Regions from separate parts of the Gasterosteus aculeatus genome. Here region 2 is linked to region 1. A link is a contact called in public Hi-C data. All regions are on one chromosome and are shown on one strand. The core of a region is the stretch at or near the end of the contact, and the rest is flanking DNA. Distances in the headings are between cores, read along the strand shown.

The links. Hi-C and Micro-C count contacts between places; a contact is called where the count stands out from the background.
Region 2: a Hi-C map of skeletal muscle shows a contact between it and region 1, with 4 times the contacts expected there. The contact joins the enhancer-like site here to the promoter of LOC120830797 in region 1. A contact is called at or near these places in 2 of 6 Hi-C or Micro-C datasets (skeletal muscle and whole body).

Annotation. Positions count from the first base shown.
Region 1 is chr12:13,820,163-13,824,651 of fGasAcu3.hap1.1, forward strand. It overlaps LOC120830797 (chromodomain Y-like protein 2), which reads right to left and starts at 1,916. Exons shown (of 7, transcript XM_040195713.2): 1 at 1,305-1,916. The coding sequence starts at 1,328.
Region 2 is chr12:14,075,973-14,080,376 of fGasAcu3.hap1.1, forward strand. No RefSeq gene overlaps it. Among protein-coding and RNA genes, the nearest start is that of ppfibp2a, 26 kb to the right of the region's middle. Within about 2 kb of position 2,294, at least 1 of the 9 cell types and tissues checked has open chromatin away from gene starts, as enhancers often do.

The sequences.
Region 1 (4,489 bases), core at 666-3,165:
AACCCAATAAGACACACTGTTTTCTATATATACATTTTTTCTTTTGATTAAAAGCCAACTCAGGTCAGCTGATCCATCTTGATCATCCAAAACAGAGCGATCGCTGGTGGGGCTGTTTATATGTCAGTGGGGAAACAATTCAAAGACTCAACAGACTGTGGATGTGCGATCCCCGCCAACACATTGTTGACAACAAAAACAAAGGCTGCATAGAAAATGAGTCAGTGATTAGTAAGGTATTGCTACACATCGAGCCATTTTATTCTAAAGAATAAACAGCCAATTCAAACTAGTATTACTCATTTAAATGCAAAAGTACTTTGTTCATTGACCCAGCTCCACGGCACAGATCTCAGAGGCTGACGTTAGCGTAACGTTCAGCTGCTGGTAATAACTCAGTGATGCGACTTGTGCAAAGCATTAAACAAGCAGGCCAGTTACTTTGTATGAATAAATGAATATTCAGCCAAATCCAAAGAAGCCCAAGTAAAAAGCTCAAAACATCCAGTTGAGTTGCTTTTTGTAACCTACTGTGAAAGAAAACATAACTGTCAATCGCTTTCTTTAGTCCATCCTCTGGACACTATCATGTCTCAAATGTGTCACGTAACTTCCTTTGAAACATGGAAAACTTGGTTTTGTCCAATCACACATTTGTTTGACCTTCACCGTGGACATCGACCCACCATCACCCGTCATCTGTCGCCCCCATGACATCATGACACCATGACACCATGACACCATGTCATCATGACACCATGACATCACGTCAGCATGACACACAGGCTGTTGACAATCGGATGTACTTTCCTGCCGCCCATTTGGGCAACTTTTACGCCCACCTCCCCTACAACAAAAAACAAAAAAGCTGTCGAGGGTTTCAATTTCCCAGGCATCCAAACGTTAACGGGGGGGGGTCGCGGTGACCGTCTTTTTGGGCACATAATGCGCACCTTGAGAGGCATCACTCCGCCTGGACATCTCCACCACGTCGCTGTCACTTTACCACCACTTTCAACTCGGCGACGGAGCGCGGAGTTCACCCCCCCGCGGGGGGTCGGCACGTTATCTCTTCTCTCGACTTCCAACAATCGCCACAAAGTGCATCGGAAGCGACGCAAAGTGCGAGCACACGTCAGCGACGCTGAAGAGCACGAGAGCGGTTAGTTTCGCCCGTTAAAGGGCTCCAGCGCGCCGCTTTCTCTCTCTCGTTCTTTAACGTACGCGACGCCCTCCGCTTCACTTCCTAATTCCACTATCGGTCTGTACCGCGGAGCCGTTCCGCCGGACGCGGGTTATCCTACCTCGTAAAGGTCTCCTGAAGCCATTCTTTGGGTGCGGACTCCGGCGGCGCGGCGCTCTTGCCTGCCGCGTCGGCTTCCTTCTCGCTCTCTGTGGGTTTTTTTTTTTTTTTGTTGGCCCCAAACACTCTGTCGGTGTTCCGGTGAAAGCCCCGGTAGACGGGAATTAGCGAGCAGCCGTGTTATTCCGAGCAATCCGCAGTTAGCAGATCAACAGACAGCGTCAATCGAGCCCGGCGCTGTGCGACGGATCGCTCCACACTTAGAACAAACAACCGTCGGGGCGGTGCTGTTTACCCGGAGAGAGAGAGAGAGAGAGCGCGAGAGAGAGAGGGGGGAGAGAGGGGGAGGGAGAGAGAGAGACAGCTAAGTGGAGGACACTAAATTAGTCCCCGGCTAAGAATGCATCGGCCGGATGGTCTTGCACGCGCCCTCCGCTGCGATCCAACCACCCCAACGGGGGACGACACGCCGGATGGAGGAGGCTCCCCGCTGAGGCCGCTTCTGTTCGGATCTCGCTACCTGTGCACTTCGCGGTACCACGGATGACCGGGTCGAAGCTTTTATTCAGGAAACACCTGGAGCACTTTGAGCTGGAGCTGTTCGCAGCGAATGGTTACTTACAGGAAGCTGCACAACTATCGTGCGTGTTGACGCTCGTGAGGCGCACGCACGGGCCGATCGACTTCCATCGAACGGAGTGTCCCCCACAGAAATGGCCATTACCGTGGCAATATTTGTCCAACTAAATGGATTGATAATTAAAATAGACCATGTGTTATTTAACGTTCACCCTGTTGCACCGATACAAATGGCCCCATCCAGAAAGGACACGGGGCTTGTCATCCAGTAAACACTGTCAGGGTTGAACTCCACAGCTGAAGATTGGTGTGGTAAAGCATCAAATGATTTAGCATGTTCTCATTAATGATCGGTTCGGCTATTTGTGACTTTAAAGTGATGTGGTGCAACGGAAATGTCCACAAGTTCCTCAGGAGTGAACAAAAAATAAACTGATACTTAATGTAAATCATTATGAGCCAACTGACTCTTACACCGTTTCTAATAAAATTGAATTTTTAAAAGATGAACTGATTGTGTGGAAAGCAAGCAATGTGTATCGCTGTGTCATTGACTTTCTTTCTTTCATTCATTCTTTCTCTTTAAATTTTAAATGTTGACCACACATTCCTCTGCACGATTGAACACGCAATCAAAAAACACTGAAAGAAGAAGAAAAATCACCCTTCTAGAACTTTACGCAGCACTGTGAGGTATTCTGATGTTCAGTTCTGTGTCTGCGTCAGTTAAAACAAATACTGATACTCTGGGACTCAGTGCAGATGATGTGTAGTTTTGTGCAAGTTGCAAGTTTTTAGACTACATCGACATTACCAACATGAAGTGACTGGTCTTGGCTGAGCTGAGAAATAAACTGCCTACTCCATCTGAATGTCACGATGGAGCTCAGAGTGTATTATCAAGAGCTCCCGCCTGCTTTCCCGACGATTTCTCATCATTACCTGGTATTCCATAATATCCTCAGTACACCTGAGTCTATGTATCTTACAAGTAGCTGAGAACACTATTTGGCTTTGAGGTAAAGGTTGGGCGTTTAGTTGAAATGGTACATCAGATCAAATATATGTGCGTCTCTGTGGATGAACACTGTGCATTCAGGACATCTGTTACGCCAACCTTCTGCAACCAAAAGCTCTTGTAGACTTTCCCTTGTGTTCTAACCGGCCGAGAAGAGAAATGTTATTAAAACATAGGACTTTCCTCAATGCGGTGGCAAAATGGCATTTTGTCCTGTTTGAGTTCTGACTGTAGATCTGTGGGAAGAATGAGGAAATGGCAAAACAGGAAGTGTTGTCTGGATAGTTAGCTGTTGGTCAGGTGACAGATGGTTAAAGACTTTATCCCTCCGGGGTAAATTCGTTATTTATAATAAAATAGCAGTTGGATTGAAGTTTTCCACATAATGCTGCATTTTGTCATACATGTTTTTATAGGTGACAAATGTATCTGCTCTTGGCAGTATTCCACCTTTTTCAAATGATGCAGGTACCCGACTGTACATCATTAATCCCTTCTTATGCTATATTGACAAATTCACTATTTCTGATTGATTCAGTTGCTGTTTTCTGTTGTAACAGGTGGGATTGGGACTTGTCCGTTCATCTTGAATAACAAGTCCCAATCCCACAAATATCAAACCAGGCCATATTTTAGTTTTCCGGCTTAGAAATCATCAATTAATGATGATTAATAAACTTTATGTTTTTAGCCATTGTGTAATGCCGTTTCATGCTCATTTTACAAGCATGGGTTCAGTTCTTGTGTGAAAAAAAAGAAGCAGTGTGTATTTCTGAAAATAACATCTTCATGAATAAATGATCATGTGAAATGCAATTCATTATTTACAATGTCTTTACATTTTATTGTATGTTGAGTTTTCTGGAGATTCTAACAAATGAAGTCAAATGTTACGTTACACTTTATGCAAATCAAACAAGAGAACGCTTGTTTGATAATTATTGTTTTCAGGTGAGTTAAAGTTACACAACATTAAGTTATCGTAATTAAAAGGTACCCTGTATTTAACAAGACTTTCATCATTATTATCACTAAACAGGTTTTACAGCTAGTTTTAATGTTATGAAGTTTTTCACGCACCAATCACCTTGTGTAAAATACTTTGCAATAAATTATTTCAAATCCGGAAACATCCTGCTAATTTAGCTCACTTTTTTATTCATGGCATCTTAAAAATGAATGAGAATAACTCCGTCCAGTTGGACTACCAACACTCCTTCAAGTAGTGCACACTTGCAGCTCTGAGCAGCTGGCTGTCCCTGTACTGCTTCACACTGCTGCGGCTGCTTGTTCTCCTCTTCAAAATGTCTTGCCACCTGAGCTGGCAGGAGGACATCTGGACTCCTGTGGTTTACCTCCCACGTTGCTAACCGTCCTCTCCACGTGGTGCAACAATACTGTGTGTTTCTTGTGCACACTTAAAACTCTTTCCTGGGTGTGTCCGCTCAGATGTTTGAATGTAATGTTGATTCTGTCATCGCCAACCTAGAATCATGTCGGGCCAACGGCAGTGAGAACATTACACAGCACATCTCCACCTAGAAACATAAACCGAACCAGTTGATTCCCTTGAATGCCAACTAGCATTT
Region 2 (4,404 bases), core at 1,044-3,543, 260 kb after region 1:
ACAGCCAGCCGGAGAGCAAAGGTCAAGGCAAAGCACTGTGTGGTGGAGCACATGATTCTGTCACAGGTTAGGGCGTAAAGAGCATTACATTTGCTTGATTACCCAACAGTTATCTCATATGATAAGTTAATATCTGTTAAGGGAAAAGAAACCAAAAGTCTTTCATTTGTATTTTGAGGTGAGAGACACTTGTCAGGTTTGGTGTAAAGGGAAAACATTTAGCGACTGAATGAAGTAATGTAAACCTTTTACTTCTACAAGGGTGTAGTTTGCATAAGGTCCCTATAGGGACTCGTCACAACCAAAGTTTGGGAAAGACACAATTGTCCCACCTAATATTTTTTTTTATTTAATTCCCTTTTAGACAAAAAGTTCTATACGATGTTCGTCACCCAGACGAGTAAAAGATTTGATTTGGGAAAAGATTTCCCAATGTTACAACGCCAGGAAATAATAAAGCTTCATATTAGTATTTTGTTTGCTCTCAGCACTGTTATCATTTGTCCCTTTGTGCTCCTTTATCTTTTGGTGGCATTTTGGAAGTCTTTTGTGGCTGCCCAACTGGGGAAAGTTTTTTTTTTACTATATTTTGGATATAGAATATACTGTTAGTGTGTACTGGCATTTTAGCAGAACATTTTTTTAATCCATTTTGTTAGTCATTATTATTATTTATTTGGTGCAGAATACTGTTTTGTATTTAAACTAAGGTTTTATCAGTGTTATTATGTTTAAATCAAGTTAAGTGTCAAGTTATACAAATGTTAATATATGTTTATAATGTTTACCTGTTAACAAAATAACAGCTACTTTTTTTATAAGGGGGGGGCGGCTGGTAGTGTCCCTAACAATGCTGAGAGCAAACTTACGCTCTTATACTTACCGTATACCATATTATTCCACTTTATTTTGCTGGACATTACCACCCACAGTATTTAGTACATGTGACATTCTCACGACAAACATTAGGATTATTTTGTATTTATTATCAGGTTTGTGGATGTAAACAAAAGTTTATTCAAGCTACAGTGAACCTTTTTTCAAACTGACTGACCTTAATTCATAAAAAAGAATGACTTTACAGCAATCGGTAACTATTATGGCACCATAACACTATCCTGTCAATAATCCCTGGCAGTACTTCCTGAGAATACAGTGTCTGTAAATTACATCCAAAGTCTAAACATTCCATTTTATTACCTTAATCGAGGTTTTCTTGACCTCATTTAAAAGCTTGCTTTGTTAAGCATTATGCGAGGTTTCTTTTTTATAATGAAAAACACAATGCAATAGATACTTGGAGTGTTCAATATCAATCTTGTAATTAGAAAAATTACATTTGGTAACACTTTGTTTTAGTTTCATTGTAAAATTTGAATCCATTGAATGAAGTGGAAATTCATTCAATATATATCCTTATCCGAGGAAGGAAGGAGGTGGTGCTACGCCATTTGTACCAACAGGCAGTAAATCAATGCAACCAGAGATTTTAGATACTGATCTTATCGTGCTTTTATCACATTCTTATCAAAATATGGGCTCCTTCAGCCTCGTGGGTGATCAATGAACATTCCTCCTGCTACTGAAACAAACACAAGGGCATCGAGTGCTCGAGTCTGCTCTTATCTAAACTAGTAATCATCTGCTCATCACCCATTATTTCATCAGTGCTCAAAACCAATTTCTTATATATTTTCTTAGAAGCTGTCTCACATCAGCTGTTGGAATCACAAATTCCTTTCCTAACAAGTAACGAACCCATTAAAGATTAAATAGAACTTTCATATAGGCATAAAAATAAACAGGATCAATCTACAACACATTACTATAGTTTACAAGACCGTATTCTATGACACTTTTCTACCAAGAAGCTTTCTGTGTCTTATCTAAAGCTGTATAAAGCTGGTGTCAGCCATGAGATGCTGGTAAATCATCGACCACGGGAATATAACAGTACGACAACCTGGTAAACAACCAGACAATTATATTTTATACTCGCTGTTTTCAGACAAACGGTGTGGAATGTTCTATTAAACTAAACCACCATGTGTTAGACAACTGGACTCAACATATCTGTTTTCCCTAAAAGTTGATACTGCTTAATTGTTACACATAATTAATTGATTAATTGTATTATCTTAAATGGGCCTTTCCCCCAATCATGCAACCACAGTCAGCCACTGTATTGGCAACGGCAAAACATTACAAAAGTCAGCTGTTAACATGATTTGAGTGTGTATCTGGTAACTGTATATATTTTGCTATACAATTGTGCTATATGCTATATATGCTATGCTATATATAGCATGTATATATATAAAACTACAAGAGCATGTAAACCAACAAAGAGCAAGTGTGTGTGTGTTTGTGCCAGATAGGGTGGTAGACAGCTTACACAGACCCAACAGCATATCACCTTGTCTGTCAATCAAGCCACAGGGGAGGTGAAGGGTAAGGAGAAGACAGGCACGCTGGCTAATCATTTTGTAATCAGGCGTCAAAACAAAACAAAAAAATGTTTATCTGATCAGCGCGGGCGGCTGCCAGAGTGACATGAATGTTATTTCCTCCCGTGTCATCATGTCAGGGCTAATGGACACTGGTGAGGAGGGGAGTTAATTACTTTTGACAACGCTCCTTGCTAATTTCCCATTTATATGGAGTCCCTTTTCTCCTCTGCCATCGGCCGGGCGGACAGAATGCTTTGCTGCCGTTTGCATCAGATCCATCAGAACATCTACGCCATGTCTTTGCTTAGCAAAACAATATGCACACCATTGTTTCCTTTCCTAATTGTTTCTGGAGCCAAGACACAGCGACACTGGACTCGCGTTGTGACACCAGCCGTCTCACACCTAAGAAACACTGTCTGATTTGCAGACAGGCATTGCAGAGGTTTCTCCTCGGACTTCCTTTCACTGTGCGTTAGTGAGGCTGTGTCATCCAGCACATAGTCACAACATTTGTCACTTTGCTTTCTGTCCCATCCGTTCACAAGTTCAACTTCTTACCTCACTTCCTTACTTTCCAGTCATCAATTCACACCCTTGATACATTGTCCTCCTCATTTTATTGTCACTCTCACCTAACCTTCCATTTTACGCTGCTCAAAACTTTTTAGAAAGATTTGCAAGCGGCATATGGTGGTAATTTGACATGTGTTTTATTTCGTATGGTCAGCGGATACGGCAGGCCAACCATTATTTATAGTATCCATTTGTCAAATTCTTTAAGCTCTTTGAATAAGAACGCTACATATATGCAGTTTAATCATGAATAATTGATGAATGAATAAAAAAGAAAAACGTAGCAGCAGGTATACAAACACCAAATATTGTTTAACGGATATTCCGGTGTTATCTCCTCCAAATTTCCCTCAACGAGCTCTGAATCTCTATGCCCCTGACATCTGGCTCTGAGACCCACAGAGCCCCCCCCCCTCCCCTCCAAACCATTTTACATTATTATATGTTATGCTAAGAGGGCAGTCAGCTTACTTCTAACTAGTGCCGGGCCTGATAAACGATGGGCCTTCTGGCACATGTACGCGGAAGGGCCAAAAGTGGAAAGGGACATTTAATTCTTGGCCATCAATCTGATGGGGATCTGTGGGCACGAGGAGGGACGGTGGTAATTCATTTTGAAAGGGTCCCAGTGGGCTGCGAAGAGGCCCTGAGGGGTGGTGATGGGTCCTCACCCTATGATTGAGATTCTGAAAGTGGAGCTGTTTTATGGGATTCTTAATTTAGAGAGGCAGGCACTGCCAAAGATGTCTCGTCAGTAAGGCAAAGGGGCAAAAGGGGCATCTGGGGCTGACCTGTGAGGGGCACATTAATTAACCATGAATTAGAACGTTTTCTGCTCACAATGTGTGTGCTTTTCTTCAGGGAAATACAGAGTGAAAGATGCAGTCAGTATACTTTTTAGACGAAAGGATATAATCTCTTACTAGGAAGGTGTATTCACAGCCTTGAATGATTGATATTGGTCATCTATCTCTGATTGAATGGGAAGTGGTGACGTCCATATACCTTGTAGGTCACAGAAATAAATGATGATACACTGACAAGAAAGTCCCCCGTGTCTCCTCACAGTCCATATGGGGAATAATAATCAATCTTTCTGCCACAGATTCTTTGGAAAAGTAACAGTGTTGAACGGCAACACCTTGATGCGGCAAACAAGGGGTCTGTGAGGGGTTGATTCTTTCAGGAACGGCTTTTAGAAGCCGAGAGATTGACGAGCATTTACGCATGACAACAATCAATCGCAAAGACAAATCCTCTGTGTCACTCAGCGCTGTGTGCTATTCTATGGGAGACAGGCATTCTCCTTGGACGCAAACACTGTCCCCGATTTGTCAGAGACACAATAACAGCGCAGCCAGACCCCATTTGCATCACT